2 separate regions of the Sus scrofa genome follow, and region 1 is linked to region 2. The links are chromatin contacts, called in public HiChIP or PLAC-seq maps. All regions are on one chromosome and are shown on one strand. The core of a region is the stretch at or near the end of the contact, and the rest is flanking DNA. Distances in the headings are between cores, read along the strand shown.

The links. HiChIP or PLAC-seq counts read pairs in DNA pulled down with a chosen protein or histone mark.
Region 1: an H3K27ac HiChIP or PLAC-seq map of skeletal muscle shows a contact between it and region 2. The contact joins the promoter of PIGO here to the promoter of DNAJB5 in region 2. A contact is called at or near these places in 1 of 5 promoter capture datasets (liver), 7 of 47 Hi-C or Micro-C datasets (alveolar macrophages, differentiating spermatogonia, embryonic fibroblasts and 3 more) and 2 of 2 datasets of contacts at active chromatin or transcription factors (alveolar macrophages and skeletal muscle).

Annotation. Positions count from the first base shown.
Region 1 is chr1:235,886,425-235,891,805 of Sscrofa11.1, forward strand. PIGO (GPI ethanolamine phosphate transferase 3) reads right to left here and starts at 1,914. Exons shown (of 10, transcript XM_021065447.1): 1 at 1,549-1,914; 2 at 251-791. The coding sequence starts at 761. It overlaps STOML2 (stomatin-like protein 2, mitochondrial), which reads right to left. Exons shown (of 10, transcript XM_013986316.2): 10 at 5,055-5,336. The coding sequence ends at 5,199.
Region 2 is chr1:235,788,804-235,793,723 of Sscrofa11.1, forward strand. DNAJB5 (dnaJ homolog subfamily B member 5) reads left to right here and starts at 1,854. Exons shown (of 5, transcript XM_005654514.2): 1 at 1,854-2,031; 2 at 2,853-2,997. The coding sequence starts at 1,869. The region is part of intron 1 of LOC100525024 (protein FAM205A-like); the gene reads right to left.

The DNA of each region.
Region 1 (5,381 bases), core at 664-3,163, 98 kb after region 2:
GACCCACATCTTCTCTTGGGTCTTTCCCCTGCCCCTTTACTGAGAGCTCTCCCAAAGTAAAACCAATACCCCAAGCAGATTAGAAACTCCAGAAGGACAAAGCCCGGACCTGCACTCCCAGCATGCAGGGTTGTAACTCTCCTTCTCTGTACTCCTAGTTAAACATGCAGCTGGGCACCCAGAGTTCTGGCTACTTCTAAGGAAGAAATTCGCCAAGGTACTCCTGGCCTCCAAAGAGGCCCAGACTAACCTGTGCTGGTAAGCTGCTTAATGAGATTGTCTTCTGCTATGGCATAGCTGGCAAAATTACTGCCGGCATCAACAAAGGTTGGCAGTGAGCCGGTGGTGAGGGCCTTGATACGCTGCATGGTGGTGGTTGGGGGGTCAACTTTTGATTGGTAGAGCCTGGCATGGTGAGGCTGACTTTCCAGGATCCTCTGCAAGGAACTCAGTTTGCCCAGGAAGGGCAACGAGACAGGAGGTTCCCCAGAAACGTGTGAGAACTGGGGCTTTGCAAAGTCAAATCGCAGAGCATCTATCACCACCAACACAAGCCGGGGGAATCGGGAAGCCATCCAGCAGGCCCCAGGCTCCCCTTGGCTCCCCCATGGTAGGAACACGGGGCCTGGGGGCTCTTGGCAGCTGCTGTGGTTGTTGAGTTCCAATCGGGTGAGCAGGAAGCCACTGGTGAAGAGAGCAATGCCGGCATAGAAGAGGAAGCTGACCCAGGCCAGGAAGAGCAGTACTGAGATCTTCTGCATCCTGGTGGTGGCGGGGGAGGGAATTCATAACTGTAAAGCAAAGAACCAGTGGATTTTCTAGTCTCTCAATACAAAGCCCAGCTAGGATCACTTCCTCTTGGAAGTCTTCCTCAAGATAAACACTCCCATAGCCAACCCAGTGCAATGTTCCTCTCCACCAGTTATACCAGAGTTTCTGAAGGTGAGGTGCGCAGACTATGGGCATCGACCTGGAGCGGCTGTTTTAAAATGCTGATTTCCAGGCGCCACCCCAGATCCCCTGAATCAGGATCTTCGGCAATGCAGCACAGGCATTTGCACATGTGCTCCAGGAGATCCTAATGATGGAAAACACAGTCCACGAGAGAAACTTATTCCAAGTGGTAGACTGCTTTCTGACAGCCCGTTTCTCCGCCTCTCTCCTCGCCAATTTCAACACCCCTGGGGTGGTCAAAGCTCGCAGTCGCAGGGGGAATCCCGGCCAGGCTCACGGCGCCGCCTGGCGGGGCTCGAGGGAACGAAAGGAAGGAGTCCTACTCCGCTTCCGGACTGCCAGGATCGCCAAGAGACCAGAAGCGCGAGCTCTCCGGCGCAGCAGAGCAGAGGCGCGAGGTTCTGAGGCGTTTGGGCCTCGCCGGGACCAATCGTCCAGATGGCTCTACCTCCTCCGATGGCCACCCGGCCTCCGCCTAGGCACCCAGACCCGGGTACTAGACCTGCCAGACTGCGACCTCTGTGAGCGGGGTGGGAGGGTTCTTTACTAAGGGGAAAAGGCAGCTTAAGGGGGTTTGGGGAGACCCTGGCTCACCTTAAACGGCGCCCGGAAGTGCAGCGGCGGCGCCGGCGGCCTGGCACCACAGAGGTGCGTGCGCTGGATAGAGCAGCCCGCGAGGGATGCCCATCGCCACCTGCTGGCGCCTCCGAGGAAGTTCGGCAAGGAACGCAGGGCTGGCCAGAGAAGGAATCGGTGGGAGATTATGGTAATTTAGCATTGGGGGCAAGGCACTAAGCTAAAAAGTTCTGGGAACCACTGTCCATTCTTGGTTAAGACTAAGATCTGTGCTTCTGGAACCAAACTTAGCTTAAGTCCTAGCTCTGCCACTCATTGTCATTACTGGGCATTACCTCATCTATAAAATAAGGACAGTATTTATTACCCCCTTTTTGCCAAGCTGACTCCAACTGATGCGTTTTTATTCATTCTCTGCTAGTCTTTCACTAATTTTTTTTTGCCTTTTTTTTTTTTTTTTTTTTTTTTTTTTGCCTTTTCTAGTGCCGCTCCCGAGGCATATGGAGGTTCCCAGGCTAGGGGTCTAATTGGAGCTGTAGCTGCTGGCCTACACCAGAGCCACAACAACGCGGGATCCGAGCCGCGTCTGCAACCTACACCACAGCTCACGGCAACGCCAGATCCTTAACCCACTGAACAAGGCCAGGGCTCGGACCCGCAACCTCATGGTTCCAAGTTGGATTCCTTAACCACTGCACCACTACGGGAACTCCAAGTCTTTCACTAATTCTTACAACGCAATAATAAAAAGACAGTCCAATTTTAAAATCAGCAAAGATATGAAGGACATTTCTCCACAAAAGATAGATGCATGACCAATAAACACATAAGAAGATGCTCAACATCATCAGCCATCAGGGGAATGCTGGAGATACCACCTCAGACCCACGAGGATGGCTGTAATAAAAAAGGTGAATAACAAGTATTGGCGTAGGTGTGAAGAAATGTGAACCCTCATACACTGCTGTTAGAATTGTAAAATGCAACTTTGGAAAACAGTCCAGCAAGTTCTTCAGAAGGTTAATCATAGAGTTACCATATGACCCAGCAATTCCACTCATAGGTATTATACCCAAGAGAAATGAAAAACATGTGTTCACACAAAAAATTGCACACTCGAGGGTTCATGGTAGCATTATCATAATAGCCAAAAGGTAGAAACAACACAAATGCCCTTCATTGATGAATGGATGAACAAAATATGCTATATCTATACAATAGAATAGTGTTTGGCAAAAAAAAAAAAAAAGATGAGTATTGCTACATGCTACTACATGAATAAAACTTAAAAAACACGCTAAGGGAGTTCCCATCGTGGCGCAGTGGTTAATGAATCCGACTGGGAACCATGAGGTTGCGGGTTCGGTCCCTGCCCTTGCTCAGTGGGTTGAGGATCCGGCGTTGCTGTGAGCCATGGTGTAGGTTGCAGACACAGCTCGGATCCCGCGTCGCTGTGGCTCTGGCATAGGCCAGTGGCTACAGCTCCGATTCGACCTCTAGCCTGGGAACCTCCATATGCCGCGGGAGCGGCCCAAAGAAATAGAAAAAAAAAACAAAAACAAAAAAACACGCTAAGTAAAAAAGGCAATAAATAACAAAATAGCACATATTATTCCATTTACAGTAAATCTACAAAGTAAAGTAGTGGTTGTCTAAGGCTGGGGGGAGAGGACTGACTACTAATGGGTGCAGGGTTTTTGTGGTAGGGTGGGGATGGGGAAGCAGTGATGAAAATGTTCTAAATTGTGACAGTTGCACAATTCTGTGAATATACTACAAATTATTGAATTTACACTTTAAGCAGGTGCATTGCATTGTATGTGAATTGTATCTGAAAAACTTCAATTAAAAACAAAACAACTTCTCCAACATTTTCTCAAATCAGAGTGAAGCCTAAGTTCTTGTAGTTGCCCTACATGGCCAGCTCCTACACACAAATTCCCCACTTCCCTCTCTGATTTAGCTAGTTACAACTTCTTTGCTTCCTTAACTTTGCTGTCCACTGCAGCTGCTTTGCACTTCCAATTACAAGGCAGTGTACTCTGCCTCAGGACCTTTGCATTTGCAATCTCCTCTGTCAGCTTTATTCTCAGATACCCAGATGGCCTTCCCCTAATTTCCATATCTAAGCTTAAATGTACATCAATGAGGTTTCCTGCAACCCTCTACTTAATGTTACAGCCCCTTCTACTCAAATTCCCCATCTCCCTTCCTTTAATTTCCTTTATAGTACAACTCATCAGCATCTGAAATACTGTACGTCTTTCTTTTTTCTTTTTTCTTTTTTTTGGCCATGTCCATGGCATGTGGAAGTTTCTGGGCCAGGGACTGAACCTGTACCACAGCAGCAACCCAAGACACAGCGGTGACAATACTGATTCCTTATCCCACTGAGCCATCAGGGAACTGCTGATATGATGATTTGTCCCTTCCAAATAGAATGTAAGCTCACTGGGAGTAGGGAATTTTATTACTATATCCTCAGTGCCTGGCATATAGTTGAGATTCAATAAATAGTTATTAAGTGAATAAATTCTAATTCAGAAATATGTTGAAATATCCTCAAAGCCCCTTACCTCAGCTCAGGCCTCATCACCCTCTCCAGGATCAGAGGCAGCCTTCTTATGGTCCTTCCAGCCTCTCATCTCTCGTTCAAATCCTCTGGTTACATTGCTGCAGGACAGCTCTAGCTAAAACACTGTTATTACCTTAATCTTTTTTTTTAATTTATTTTTTATTGTGCCTTAATCTTCTTAACATTCTTCATGGAAAGGGGAAAAAAAACTTTCATGCCCCTCCTCCCTGGACAAAGTCCAAACTTTTCAGAGTGGGGGACTCTATTTCCCTGTGATTTGGGCCTTGACATGTTGTCACCTCTCCCCAACACCCCACCCTTCAGCCACAGTGAGAAGCTCCAAAGGTCCCAACTTCTCTGCCATAGGCCTTAATCAGAGGTGCAGCTGCCAGCTTTCACCACAGCCACACCATGTCCAAGCCTCATCTTCGACGTACACCACAGCTCACGCCATCGCTGGATCCTTAACCCACTGAGCGAGGCCAGGGATCAAACCTGTGTCCTCATGGATACTAGTCAGGTTCTTAAACCTCTCAACCACAACAGGAACTCCCAATCATTAGGTGTTTTTGAATGAATGAGTGTCCCAAGTCCCTGAGCACCCTTTGAGCATTCAGCAGTACTACTCTATCAGGGCAGTCCTCTTTCCCATTTAAAACAAACAAACAAACAAAAACAATCCAACACCTGCTCAAATTCACAGCTCCACACTTAGGAAGGGGGAGGACTACACTCCCCAGCAGGCAGTTCAGTAGACATGTGGCTTAATCTTTCCACTGTATCCCACGGTTTCTCCTGAAGACAGACAGGACGATTTCACTTTACATGAGGTTCATTCTTGTTCACGAAGGAATCCGTTCCCAAGACCTGACAGGACTGGAGTGGCAGTGAACATCCAAGGAAAACATTGGTGACTTTCCCAACTTCACTCCCCAATCAACGAGAACAGTTTTTGTTTTGCCATTGGCCAGTTTATTACATGATTAAAGTTCAAATAAAAAAATAATAACCAAAATCTTGGCAGGGAGGCTATAGCCAGAGTCTGGGAATGCTGCTTCCCTATCCCCCGCCTCCCTGACTAAGCCCAACTCCATTAACTCAGCTTGACTCGATCGAGTTCCTCATCAAGACTTGCATCTGTGCCCTGGACATCTCTGCTGCTCCTGCTGGAGACTGAGTCCTGAGGCCCTGGCACTGGGGCTTTGGTGAGGGCCCCATACACACCCATGGCCTGAGGAGAGGGACAGAGAGAGAACCATGAGGACACATAACAGAA
Region 2 (4,920 bases), core at 604-3,103:
TCCCTCCCCTCCCTCCTATCCTTAACCCCCTTACTCTGCCTCCTCTTCATCCTCCTTTTTTTTTTAGAGCTGCACCTGCATATGGAGGTCCCCAGGCTAGGGGTCAAATTGGATCTGTAGCTGCTGGCCTACACCACAGCCACAGCAACACAGGATCCAAGGTGTGTCTGCGACCTACAACACAGCTTATGGCAACACCAGATCCTTAACCCACTGAGCAGGGGCAAGGATCAAACCTGCATCCTCCTGGATACTAGTCGTGTTCGTTACCCCTGAGGCAGGACAGAAACGCCTCCATTGTCCTCTTACCACACTTTCTTCCTTCCTTCACACCCCATACCCCTTTACACCTGGGATCCCCCTTGTGAATACTAGTAAGAAGGCAGGCAGTAGAGGATATGTAGACCTGACCTCAGGATCCTTAGACCTCTTCCCTGCCCTGCTCTGCTGCCTAGGTACTGATGCTCTCCAAATCTGTTTCCAGCCCTATCCAGTTTGCATGACCACATGGGTATCCAATTTCTGAATTGGGAACCCTCAAAGAATGAGAGATATGTGAAAGCTTCTGCCCTGGCCCTTCCTTTGTCCTCAAACCCCCCAAGAACTCCTTCCCCCTCTTCACCCCCAGATTACCCCCTTCCTACCCCCGCTCCCTCTAGCACAGATGGGTCTGGGAGACAGTGACGTGGGCGCTAGGCACCGTGTCTGCTCAAGCGTCGGCTTCCGCTGGCAACCGCCTCCACAGCCCTGCCTGCTCTGAACATCGGGGACACTGGGGCTGAGATTTAATGGGGGTGGGGAAGTACTGAGATGAGAGATTCTGAGGGTGTTAAGAAAGGAGACCATGGAGCTAGGATGAAAGATTAAAAGGGGGCCAGGGTAGGGGAGTTCATGGGAGTAAATAAAGGATTAAGAATAGGGTAAGACAGAGGATGATGAGGGAAGGACAGGAGATCATATGAGGCCAAGATGAGAGGATGATAAAGGGGAGCTAAAACGTGGGAACTCAAAGGAAAAGAAAGATGAAAGATTATAGGGGGAACTTTAATGGGGATTGTGGGGTTTGTTGAGAACGGGCTGCATAAGGGAGCAGGGATGAGGGGATTATACAGAGGATGAAAAGGGGACTCAGGGAAGCATGAAGGTGCTAAACCTGTAAAGAACTACCCAATTACAAAGGAGAGATCAGAAAGGTACTTAAACTCTACACATCTACCAGAGTCTGTTTTGAGATTGTTAGGTCACATCAGGTCAATTCCGGGTCACGGTAATATAAAGCTAAATCAGGTCAGGGCGAGGTCAGTTTACGATTAAATGGAAGATGAGTAAGAAGGTGTGATCTTTTGACTCTGCTCCAGGGACTACACCTCCCAGAGTGCACTATTCTCTCCCCTACCCCCTCACCTCTCCCCCCCCCCAAAAAAAAAGAAAGGAAAGAATGCCCAGAGTCACCACCAAGTGGTGAGCGCAGTTTTCCTTTAAGGCTGCTTTTGACGTTGCACGGGTTCCAGAAGCTTCTCCCGGGATTCGAGCGGTGGCCAGTACGTCCCACCTTCTCCAACCAGAGATTGGACTAAAATAGTTGTCCCCCCGAGTCCGGTCTGAGCCCCAGAGACCAACCAATAAAATCAAAGGGCGCGTGGAGTTGCCGCCCTCTGTTCCTTTCACCAATGAAACGGCGAGATAGTGAAGAGGTGTGGTTGATTGATTGTGGAGTGCACCAATCAGACTCACACCAATCACTGTCCGGAATGTGTGCGCGTGTGGCCGGGTGACAGGGGCGGAGAGTGGGTGGCTATCACAGAGCCACTCGTTGAAAGCTGTCCAATTACAACAGAAGCCAAGCTGAATGACGGGCAGATGGAGCAATGGGCATCGCGAAGGCGGAGCTGTGGGGGCGGGTTCCCGGGCTCGCTGTCTGCCGCCGGCGGGCAGGCGACTCCTGTCCCGAGTGGAGGCGGCGGAGCCGGAGCCGGGTGAGGGGGCAGCGGCTGTCTGACGGACCGCGGTGGCGCCCGCAGCTCCTCACCGGTGAGGGCGCCGAGCCAGGACTCGAGGGTCCCGGGAGCGGGGGCTTCGCGAAGCCAGGGGTCCTGGTGTCGGGGGGTTGGGACACTGAAGGCCCATCGGCTCTTCCGCCGTGGGGGTGTGGGGACTCGGGGTCTGCAAGGTGCTCGATGTCCACGACCCTCGGGGGGCAGCCAGCGTCTGAGCCGAGAGAGGGTCAGGCTGGGTTGCATTGGGTTTCGTGGGGCGGAGGCGTTTCTGAGCCGGCCCTGCCAGCCAGCCCCGGTGACATCACCGACCACCCTCCCCCGCCCCAGCCCCCTCCCCTCTCTTCCCCTCCTCTCCTTGCCGCGCCTTTTGTCCCGGCGGAGCTCTCCCCGCGCCGCCCCGCCCATCAGCGAGGGAGGAGACTCCCTGTCAGTGACTTCATTGAGTAGGTTCTTGGGAATTGGGGTCTGGTCCTCTACGGAGAGAGAAGCGAGAGGAACCCATTGCCTCTTAAGCCCTCACAGACTATCACACCTGTCACAGGTACACACGCTGCCACTTACAAGCACACACTCTTCGCACTGCCAGCCTTACTGTCACACTGCCATACAGCCATTCACAATCAGCCAGACATTGCTGCACCTGAGAGCAGGTGGCCGCTGGACCCTGTCCCTTCACTCGCCACACCTGGGGATCAGGTCCAGCTCCTGCTGCACCGGACAAGCCTTGCTGGGCAAGGGCCTGAGGAGGTGGCTTCCAGAGCTGCAGCTTTCCGAGCAGGCTCCAGTGGAGCGATCCGAGGTGAGGGGCTGGGCTGGGCATGTTTAAGCGCACAGTGCTCTCCTGCCCATCCCCAGCAGCACCCCCACTACAGGCCCGAGGAGCTTTCCGGAGCTTCCCACACTTCTGGGGAGAAGACTTCTTAGCCAGCTTGATGTTTAAAATTCAGCTGGAGCCCTTAAAACTTCGAGCGTGGACGCTGAATGGGTTTGTAAAGTTTCGGTAAGTCCCTCTGGAGAAGGGCACTCATACCCATACCAAGTCAAATTCTCCATGTCGCATTCCTGTCCATTGCCTACCTGCTTCCTCCATCTCATCTTCATCTCATCCCCAGTGACATATAAGAACCCCCTTCTACTCCACCCTTACATTTGAATGAACTGCATGCTTTATCATTCATTTTCTATACCAAACCCTTCAGGCATCCATTTTCCATGAACACCTCCTCTAGTATTTCAACTCTCTACATCTCTCTCTCTTTAAACCCACCGGTACCCTACTTGCCACCTAAGCCAAATATTTCCCTTTGTCATCCCTCATCCCCCTCCATCAGTGCTTCATTTTCTGTATCAACCATTCCCCCTCCCTATATCAGTCACCCTTGCCATTTCTCATTTTTCATTCCTGCTTCTACATTAACATTCTCCATCAAAGGCAGTGCCATGCCATGGGGCTCCTTTGTCACTCCAACACGTGGCTTGTGGGTAGGGGAGGGAGAAAAGGAGGGAGGGAGGAAAGAAGGAGGGAAAAAGCAGTTCTTGAAAGAGCTTGCCCTATGTCTGTGGAGGCAAGAGAATTATAGGTCTAAAACAGCTAGCAGGTGGGTGCCAGGGAGGAAGCTGGCCAGATGAAGAGGTAATGCAGGGACAGCAAGGGGAGGGTGAGGGGACGGCAAGCCGTTCCACTCACTCTCTGCCTAAAAACTGCTACAGTTCTCTGAAGGCACCTCTTGGTGTGCTCGGGTTCCTTCTCAGTTTCCGGGGAAAGAAGGTGTGGGCTGAGGCAGAGATGGCAGACCACCCCCAGCTCACCTCTCAGACGCATTTACTGCTGCTTCCGAAAATGGCTGCCCTCCCCCATATGCTCTTTCTCTGCCTCCCCCAACCCCAGCCTCCCCCACCAGGCATGACATGATGGTAGGGGGGAAAGGGGGAGTATCCGCCCTAATGGAGACTTCTCTTCATCAGAACGAGGTGACTCCCAGAACCATGAGTCAACCCAGCCACCTGCAACAGGCCATGTGGGGGCAGGAACTAGGGCCATTGTCACTGCCTACCTGGGACCTTGAGGTCTGCCCTGACCCACTGAAGCCCTCACTGCTGCCAGAAAACCCTGTATACTTCTCTGAAGCAGAGGCATAAAAGCAGGCCTCAGCTGTGGCTGCCAGCCTAGGACATTGCTAGAAAGACTCTGGTTCTACGGGCTTTGGCAGGGGTTGGCCAAGTTTCAGAAGGGTTGGCAGATGGCTTCTGGTCATTCCCCCAAATAGCTCTAGCTACAGAAAGTTCCCTTCTCTCATATCCATTGCAGAGACATTGGTGGAGGGAGATTAAAGTGGAAGAACTAGAGCCCTGTATTTCTCCCTCTTATAAATAACAAATATCTCTGCACCCAGCATGGAAGGAACTATCAGAGGAGTGTGGGCCTGGCACTGGGCCAGGTCCTAAACCATAGGGCAGGTGAAAGGAAAGGACTGGTAGAGAATGTATTAAGGAAATGGTGGTTAGTGCCCAGTTGTCTCCTAACAACTATTTTAAAAGGCCCTACCTATCTCCAGAATGCTTTTGTTCACTAACAATGAAGCCTAGGTGGCACAGACATATCTTATACATAGTTTTGTGTGTAGACATTGGGAAATGAGTAAAAGGAACTGTTGTCCTGGTTGGGGAAAGGACAGTGTCACACACTCACCACTCCCCCGACTAATGAGGGAGTTAGAAACAGCAGTTTCCAAAGGCTGTGAGTCATCCTCTGATCTGAATCACACGTGAGACTTAGCATGGTTTGAGGAGCGGGGGCAGGGAGGCCTGGGGTCTCCAATGGCCGAGAGAAATCCAGGCACCCACACCCTGACTCAGCCTGGCTGGCCAAGGTAGCTGGCAGAAGACCCAGGCCTGTTCCCAGTCCTGGGCCACTGCCCCAGCT